3 separate regions of the Mus musculus genome follow, and regions 2 and 3 are each linked to region 1. A link is a contact called in public Hi-C and HiChIP or PLAC-seq data. All regions are on one chromosome and are shown on one strand. The core of a region is the stretch at or near the end of the contact, and the rest is flanking DNA. Distances in the headings are between cores, read along the strand shown.

Evidence for each region. Hi-C and Micro-C count contacts between places; a contact is called where the count stands out from the background. HiChIP or PLAC-seq counts read pairs in DNA pulled down with a chosen protein or histone mark.
Region 2: a Hi-C map of bone marrow-derived macrophages shows a contact between it and region 1, with 54 read pairs. The contact joins the promoter of Cfap54 here to the enhancer-like site in region 1. A contact is called at or near these places in 9 of 39 promoter capture datasets (the 3T3-L1 cell line, 3T3-L1-derived adipocytes, the C10 cell line and 4 more), 2 of 15 datasets of contacts at CTCF or cohesin (CD8 T cells and the NIH/3T3 cell line), 41 of 484 Hi-C or Micro-C datasets (CD4 single positive thymocytes, Th1 cells, Th17 cells and 19 more), 30 of 115 datasets of contacts at active chromatin or transcription factors (CD8 T cells, the HPC-7 cell line, SST interneurons and 19 more) and 5 of 9 other capture datasets (adipose tissue, bone marrow-derived macrophages, embryonic stem cells and 2 more).
Region 3: a contact with region 1 is called in an H3K4me3 HiChIP or PLAC-seq map of bone marrow-derived macrophages, with 4 times the contacts expected there. The contact joins two enhancer-like sites. A contact is called at or near these places in 4 of 484 Hi-C or Micro-C datasets (bone marrow-derived macrophages, differentiating spermatogonia, muscle stem cells and 1 more), 4 of 115 datasets of contacts at active chromatin or transcription factors (the HPC-7 cell line, Th17 cells, bone marrow-derived macrophages and 1 more) and 1 of 9 other capture datasets (embryonic stem cells).

Annotation. Positions count from the first base shown.
Region 1 is chr10:93,260,182-93,262,972 of GRCm38.p6, forward strand. All of the region lies in intron 3 of Elk3 (ELK3, member of ETS oncogene family), which reads right to left. Among named protein-coding and RNA genes, the nearest start is that of Gm32551, 23 kb to the right of the region's middle. Within about 2 kb of position 1,325, at least 183 of the 459 cell types and tissues checked have an H3K27ac peak or open chromatin away from gene starts, as enhancers often do. A contact at or near this core is called in CD8 T cells, SST interneurons, Th1 cells and 20 more, where this site is marked.
Region 2 is chr10:93,080,179-93,082,969 of GRCm38.p6, forward strand. Cfap54 (cilia and flagella associated protein 54) reads right to left here and starts at 1,444. Exons shown (of 68, transcript NM_001347060.2): 1 at 1,087-1,444. The coding sequence starts at 1,418.
Region 3 is chr10:93,424,508-93,427,298 of GRCm38.p6, forward strand. No RefSeq gene overlaps it. Among named protein-coding and RNA genes, the nearest start is that of Gm40742, 5.1 kb to the right of the region's middle. Within about 2 kb of position 1,369, at least 69 of the 459 cell types and tissues checked have an H3K27ac peak or open chromatin away from gene starts, as enhancers often do. A contact at or near this core is called in Th17 cells, bone marrow-derived macrophages and muscle stem cells, where this site is marked.

The DNA.
Region 1 (2,791 bases), core at 75-2,574:
TCCCATCTTTTTCATGTCTTGCAAAAATTTATGTGCAGTGTAAGGTTGTAAAATAGATCACTTCTCCCATCCTTTTCATGTCTTGCAAAAATTTATGTTCAGTGATCATTTACTAATTCTTACAAGGCATCCGTGTTCCACTTGGCTTATGCCTCTAGAAGTTGTTAATTTCCTATCAAACCATGTCTCAACTTCTCGGGCAGTTTTCATGACCAGAAATTATATTTGACCCCTATTCTTTATTTCCGGGCAGCAGCTGTAAGCTCATGAGAACCAGAACCACATCTATATACTAATCTTGGTATCCCTGAGGCAGCAAGCAAGTGCCTGGGTGTTCAGTGACTAGCTCCACGTGAACTGATTAGAAAGGAGGCAGAGAAGAGACTGGGTGTGGCCTGCCCAGTGGCAGTGAGAAGATGTCTTTGGTGATGTCTTGAGTGGGTGCTGGAGACACTAGGAAACCATTGGGACTTCAGGAAGAGTGAAGGAGAAGCCCTTACACATATACCTTAAAAGTGGCACAGAGGCCAACGGAGTCCATAAAAATGGCGCCCCAGAGTTCAACATTATTTTCAATAGCTGGGCCAGGGGTAAAGGCACTTGCCACCAAGTCAGAGTTTTATCTGTGGGACTCACATGGTGGAAGGAGAGAACCAACTCCTACAAGTTGTCCTCTGACCTCCATATGTGCACACTAGCCCACATCACATACACAATAAATAAGTTTTATATATATATATATATAGAGAGAGAGAGAGAGAGAGAGAGAGAGAGAAAGAGAGAGAGAGAGAGAGAGGGAGAGAGTGATGGAGGCAGACCAGAAGAGATGGATGACCCATTGAGTAGTCACTAGAAGAAGAGAGGAGAGGGGGCAGCATGGGACCCCAGGGCGCAAGGAGAAAAGGCACTCCCTTTATTGTTTCTCTGGGGCAACCTACAACTTGGTAGCCAAGAACCATCCTAGCCTGTACTGCAGAGACCTACAAGGAAGTTCTCTGCCTGGAGGAAAGGTCATCATGGTCAGAGATGGAGGCCTGTCTGGGGAAAGGTCAACAGAAGAAGAAGGAAGTTGAACAACCCTGGAGAGAAGGGAGAGGGGGGAAAATGTTTTTCTTTTGATGATAATGGCAAGAGACAGGAAGATGGAAACCACACCAGAAGTGGGGTGTAGGGGGACAGGATGCTCGCACTCTGTAGGTTCTCCTACACTGCTCCAGACTCCCACTTTTCTGACTTGGCCTCAGAGCTGTCTCCGCTACCCCAGAATAGAGGAAGTAGGCTTCAGCATTTCAAACCGAGCAGGCTGTCTCCACTCAGCCACTAATCCCAGGCTGCCGAGCAAACAGCCTGAGGCGCACATACTCAGACTCTGATGGAGATGCGTGCCCAGTGCTGAAACAGCTCAGATTTCAGCATCTTGGACAGCACAGGTGAGACGAACACGAGTCTTGGCAGAAATGAGAAATACAATGCCTTGGATTCCGAATTAACTTCACCTTGGGGGGACAGGAGCAACGGGACACAGATGGGATGTGGCAGGAAGAGGGACAGATGAAACCAGCATGCAGAGGAGTCAGGAGTTTCAGCTGCCACCTCGGCTGCCAAGGTGCCTGGCTAGAGGCCAGGAGGGCTTCACACCCCAGCTCCTTCCCCTCTGCCTAACATTCGGTAGCCTGTGCCAACGGGGACAAGCAAGCGCCTTGCTTTTCAGCAACATTCAGATGGGACCTCCGTGGCTGAGCTCTGACGCCATCATTTTTCTCTGTACCTAGCTGACTTTTGCTTGAGTCTTCCAGCCCCTTGTTGGAGAAGTCCCTGCCCGGACACTATTTATCATAAACTTAGCACCAAGAGTCATGTCCTCCGCTCTTTGCAGCTCCTGTCAGCGGCTTCGCCAGTGTTCCTGACGGGAGGCGGCTCTGACACTGTGAGAGAGGCACATTTGTTCTGGCTTTCTGCACATCGAATTGAAGACAGAATGTTCAAATCTGAATGTAGACCCCATGACACATGTGGGAAAGGACAGTGATCATGTGATATGTCTTGTCAAGGCGCCTCATTTACAGGGGACTGGGTTAGTAGAGCACACCTCTCCCCCGCCCCCTCTCTGAAGTGAGCACTCCCTTAGGAGTGCTCATTCTGTTTCTGAGCCCCGCCCCCCAGAAGGGAACACTAAGGGTGAGTGGGAGAGCTAAGAGTGGATGGGTCAGCTTCTGGAGGACGCCCTGGGGCGTCGGGCGGAGCTTTACTACTGATCTAAATCTTATACCGACTTCAAGCATAGCCTAATCCTGTAGAACAGGAAGCTTGTTGTGATTAACCCCTTAGTGGCCTGTCTGGTCAGAGTTAAACCACTGATGGCTGAAAGGAGGCTGAGTTTTACCAGATCTTTGCCCTTCTCTCCCTCTCAGTTGACTACCCACAGCCCATAGGAGCAGAGCACCATTCCAGGTGCATGTAGTCTCTGGTGGCATTTAGCTCCTGAGGTTACACTATGTCCCTAAGCAGCCTCTTTTACTAACTGTGTGACACCTCTTTCCAAGCTCACTCACTCTCTATGACTCTGTCTCTGTCTCTGTCTCTGTCTCTCTCTCTCTGTCTCTCTCTCTGTCTCTGTCTCTCTCTCTCTGTCTCTGTGTCTCTCTGTGTCTCTCTGTGTCTCCCCTCTCTCTCTCTCTCTCTGTCTCTCTCTCTGTCTCTGTCTCTGTCTCTCTGTCTCTCTCTCTCTGTCTCTCTCTCTGTGTCTCTCTGTGTCTCCCCCCTCTCTCTCTCTCTCTCTCTCTCTCTCTCT
Region 2 (2,791 bases), core at 194-2,693, 180 kb before region 1:
AGTCGATCTGATAATCAAGATGGCTAACTAACAAATGGACCGACGAAGCCTACAGTGTCAGTGTGCTGGACAAAGGGGTGAATTCAAACCCTGGGTGGGTCAGAACAGTGCAGAGCAAGATTTTGTCAGACTGCTCAGAAGGGACTATAAACAACGCCAATTGTTTGTTTCTGGAATTTTCCATTTAAGATTTGCATAGCCTTTGACCACAGGTAAGTGAAACTTGGGGTGGGGGGAGTAGATAAAGGGATGGTGGGAATGCTGTGCCCCATGTTTGTTTAGTACAAGACTATACTCACAGAAATATATGATTTGGGGGAGAGGGGTTTATTGTTAACTTGATGCCTTCCTAGTTTTGAGAAAAGTACCTGTCAAAAATATGTCTACTCAACAAATCATTAAGATGTTTGGTTGAATTATAAATGTAAGTTAAAAATGTGTAATCAGATTAAATGCATGACCAAAACATGTAAGTTTAAAATACTCACCAGAAAAAAAAAAGTTATTTGCCTGTCTGGTATTCTTCGCTGCTTCCCTATGTCTTGAAACTACTCATTTTGGAAAGCATTAGACCAGAAAAAAGATGGCAACATGAACAAAACCAAATCTTAGAAACTGGTAGTTTTCAGTTCACAGAAATAAGTTGGAAAAACAAACAAAAAACCCAATCAGACGCTCACAAAGAGCCACCAAGTCAAGGGGAAAAGAAGTTTCTGTAATCCCAACGGAATATAAAGAGAATAAAATGTACATGTTCACAATATGACAGACTTGGTTGAGACCTAAATTCAAGGACCTGAGCAACTGCCTCAGAGTTGGTCTTAAGTCTACTTTTGTCCTGTTTTGCGACCCATGAGTGAGCCAAGAGAGGCCATGAGAACGCTGAGACCAAACCCAGTGTTAGGAAATACTTCTGTGCAGATTTTTATTTTGACCTGAGAAGGAAGACATGAAACGTGTAGGGGGAGCTAAGGGCTGTAAGAGCTGGGAGTGGCTACAGCTCAGCTTGTCTCCAGGGCCCCACCCCTGTCGTGGTCCTCCAATGGCATCTCCAGGCGCCCTCCCCAGCACCCTGCCTCAGCTTACCACCTCCGATGGAATTCGTACTTCTGTTCCATTGAGGTGGCTAGAGCCTTCTTCTTCTTCATAAAGCCCAACAGCTCCCGGATCTCCTTCTCGCAAGAGGCCAGGAGTGGGTTTTTACTGTCCAGGGGCCCGTAGAAGGCGGCAGAGGGCAGCGAGTCCTCGGAGTGGGTACATTGCGGCGGGTCGGTCGAACTCGACTTGGACTCGCTGGGCGACTTGAGAACCGCGGTAGAGGTCGGCGGCGGCGTTGGGGGCAGATGCACCGGCGACACCGATGTCTCAGAGTCTGGGGACTCCTCAGAAGAACTGGAGGAGCTTCTGGAGGACGCCATGTCTATCAGAGTTCAGCAGGCTAGAGGCTGGTGGACAAGCGGTTGCCAAGCAACGATCTCCCGGCAACCAAGCCACCTGCACGCTCTCCGGAAGCACAGCGGCCCCTAGAGGGTGAGGAAAGTACAAACAGCCTGGAAAGGCAGGATGCTCTGAATGGCTGGCTATGTGTGTAACCCACTCTGGCCTCAAACTCACTATCCTCCAGCCTCAGTGTCTTGAGTGCTGGGATTACGGACATTCACATCCAACGCCGCTTGAGAGAGGGCTTTAAAGCAAAGAACCAATAAAGAAAATTACCATCAAAAATTCATACAATGTTTTCCCTATTTGGACCACCTACTAATATCCATGGTTACAATCATTAAGATGTATTGGGCATTATTCCAAGCATTTTGAGACATTACCTGTCTCATTAATCGTCATGACTTCATACCTCAGCTTCTATCCTATCTCCTCGGTTTCACAGCTTAGGGGAACATAGCTTGACTTTGACCAAACTCAGAGGATAACTGAGAATCAGGGGACAAGTCCTAATTATGTGCTGCAAAGCCAGTGATCATAAGAAATCTGCCGTCCTGGTGATGCCCCCAAGAGAAAGCACTGAAGCTGAATTCCCAAACCGAAATTAGGGAACTCCCTGACAATCTGGTTAAGACAAGCACCTTGTGTGGCTATGTTCTCTTCCCGCTGCAGTTTGAGTTTGTGAGTAATGATCATGAGTTACTGCCACTTCAGCCTTATCCTAAATGTCACGGTGTTCTAAATCAATATGCCTTTTGCTCAACTTTAACTCCTTGACATTAATATATGCTAAATGGTTTGAAGTGTTAACTCTCCAAATACTTTTTGTTTTTAAACGGGGAGATGGGAGATTTTTTTTTTCTCTCTGATGGACAAACTGTAGGTCTCAGAGGAAATGCTTAACACTAAAAAATGTTCTTTTCTTGCATCTCATGGGCCACAATGAGTCAAATTTATTAATTTGGGATTTGAATTTCAGCTAGCGGACATACTTTTCCTTACAAATTATGCAAGCCCAAAGAAATATTGAAGAACCAGAGATAGAGAGGTTGGCTTCAAAAACAAGGTCTTTAAACACTGAAAACGACTACCAATTCTTTCACATGCAAAATATAGACGGTGACCTTGGTATCCACTGAATAGTAAAGAAGCTCACTGGGCCACAGCCTTATCTCTTCCAGCTCCAAGCCCATTTCTTTCAAGCATCTGTACTAATTTGTAAGGTTGGTCTTCTCTGTCCTATGCACTGTACCTTAATATTCTTGGAAGGAAGATCACAGGGGAAATCACTTATTGGAGCAGGTAATTATGGCTAAAGAATCTTCCAGTGACACACAAGAGCAGGGACCTC
Region 3 (2,791 bases), core at 119-2,618, 160 kb after region 1:
GTGAAGCTCTGGAAGGAGCAGAGAAGGGAGAGACACACATCTATCTCTCACGCACATCACACACACAGTTATCCTAAACCTCTCTTAGCAGATCCATGCTCCAGGAGGTGAAAGCTGCTGTCCACTCTGCCGAGGCCTGTGGACACTTTGCTTGGGTATCTCTGAAGATGCAGCACTCACATGGGAACTCTGAATAAATGCATCCTCACCAAGCAGCTGCAAACCTTAACGCCAACGCACAAGGACAGAGTTGGGGTGCTCTGAATAAAGACGAGGAATCTTGGTTGGGGGAGGCTTGAAGGAGAGTGTGTGTTTAACCCTTTGACACTGATATGAAGATGTCACCCCAAAAGTTTATTTTTGATAAATACATACTTGAGGTTTTAAAAAATCAGGGGGAGGGGGGAGCGGGGGAGGGAGAGTCTCATAATGTTTTAAGTGTATTTTTGTTGAGTGATGTTCACAGTTTCCCTCGGCATCATGCAGTCCACCGGCTGCAGGTTGAGTGTGTCCTGGAGAGATGAGGAGCCAACCAGTATAATGCTACTACCATCTTAGTTTGTAAATTTTTAACTTTATTTGTGTGTGTGTGGGGTGGGGGGGACACAAACTTATACCCAGAAGTCCAGGCTGACCGCAGACTCTCTACATAGCCCAGGATGGCCTCAAATTTGTGGTAATACTCCTGACTCAGCCTCCAGTATGCTGGGATTGCAGGCATGAGCCACCTTTCCTGGCTTAATAATGCTAAACAGTGGGTGCTGCAGGGTCTCACCGTGCATCCTGTTTTCAACCAGGTTGTAGAAGGTGTGTGTATGGGTGCACATGTGAGCCGGCGTGTCTGTGCCTATGTGGCAGCATGTGTGAATCCATCCTTCAAGGAAGGGCTAAACAGCCATGTGTGAAGGAGTTACTGTCTCAGGGGGACATTTGGAGTCACAGGGCATGGTAGTGGGATGATGAGAGGCCCGCTGGTTTTAATATTGCTTCCCAGAGATGCTTCGGGAAGAGTGAGGAGGTAAATTGGCTGTTGTGAGTGATCTGAGATGAGTCCAAAAGTAGGAGGCAGCTGCTGGCAGGAAGTAAAGGGAGGCTCACTGTTGCCTGGCCCTTCCATAGAACACAGGCACAAAAGGAGAAGAAAGCAAGGGGGCTTGTTTGCCCTTGCTTCCTGGTGTAGACATGCTTTCATTTCAAGATCATCTAAAGAGCTTTCTGGCTTCACAAGCCAGTTAGCAGGAACTTTAGGGAGTGCCCCAGCAGCATACCTGGGCAAGGCTAGGGTGAGGCTCTCATAGAAGCCATGGAGAATGCATTGTATTAAGGACTAGTCATACCTTAAAATAGTCATGCAAGTGAAGCCTTTTGGACACTAGAGGGCGCCATTGACACACAAATGGTGCTTCCAGGCCCACACCACTTCACTGCAGAGGACACCCCACACAACTTAACTACAGTCTAACTTCTTGAAAGTTGAGCCTCCTATTCAACTTCACACCAGTTCAGTGGGATCGGCCTAGTCTTGAAGCAGGAAGCTCACAGGGGCCAGTAGCTGCAGGTTTTCCCAACAGACCTCACCTTCTAAAAACCCCTTAACATCAATGAAAGCAATGACACCTCAGATTCCAATGTCTTGGGGGAATTGCATCAGAAGTGTGCGGTGGAGAGATAGCTCAGTACTGACTGCTCTCCCAGAGGACCTGGGTTCAATTCCTAGCACCCACATAGAGGCTCACACCTGTTTGTAGGGCTTGTGATACACTCACATAGACATACTTGCAGGCAAAGCACCAATGAACATAGAGTGCAGAAGGGGAGAAAGAGAGGAGGAAGAGAAAGAGAAAGGAGAAGAGGAGGAGGAGAAAGAGGAAGAGGAGGAGGAGGGAGGAAAGCTAAGTGAGTTAGTAAGAATCTGAACATGTTTACAAAGGAGTTGTACTTTACTAGAGAGAGAGAAAGGAGAGAGAGAGAGAGAGAGAGAGAGAGAGAGAGAGAGAGAGAGAGAGAGAGAGAGAGAGAGAGAGAGAGAGAGAGAGAGAGACAGGCAGGTTCTTGGAAGGACTCTCTAAATGCCTGAAATGATATGAAAATTTATTGCTTGGTTAATAAGAGGTCTTAGGGTAAGATAAAATGCAAAGCTAGACAACATAATGGCTCTGAAAGTCAAAGATTCAGGTCTCATTCAACAGGTCAACTTTGATCCAGCTATAGTCCCTTCATGGTCACAAGACATCAGTCATTGTTCTAGAGTGACAGAGAACAATCCCTCTCTCCCTTCTTCCCTCCCTCTCTCCCTTCCTGCTTCCCTGAATGTACATCTGTGTGAGTATATGAGTGTGTGAATGTACATGCATATGTCTGTGTTCATGCATGTGTGTGCACATGTCCACGTGGTGTGCATGTGTGTGCACTAGCACAGAAAAGAAATCTCCTCAAGAAAAGTACTCCATTAAACAAACAAACAAACAAACAAACAAACAATTTGGCCAGCGGTGGTAGCGCATGCCTTTAATCCCAGCACTTGGGAGGCAGAGGCAGGTGGATTTCTGAGTTTGAGGCCAGCCTAGTCTACAAAGTGAGTTTCAGGACAGCCAGGGCTACACAGAAAAACACTGTCTCGAAAAACAAAAAACAAAAAACCAAAACAAAAAACCAAAAAAATTTAAAGTACTTTTAAAAAAATGGTTAAAAAAAAGCATTTATTTTCTTCATGTGAATCAGCCTTGCTGTAGAGGGGTTCCATTGTGATGTTCTGACATTTTTAGGCTTGTTTAGAGTTCTACTGTCAATG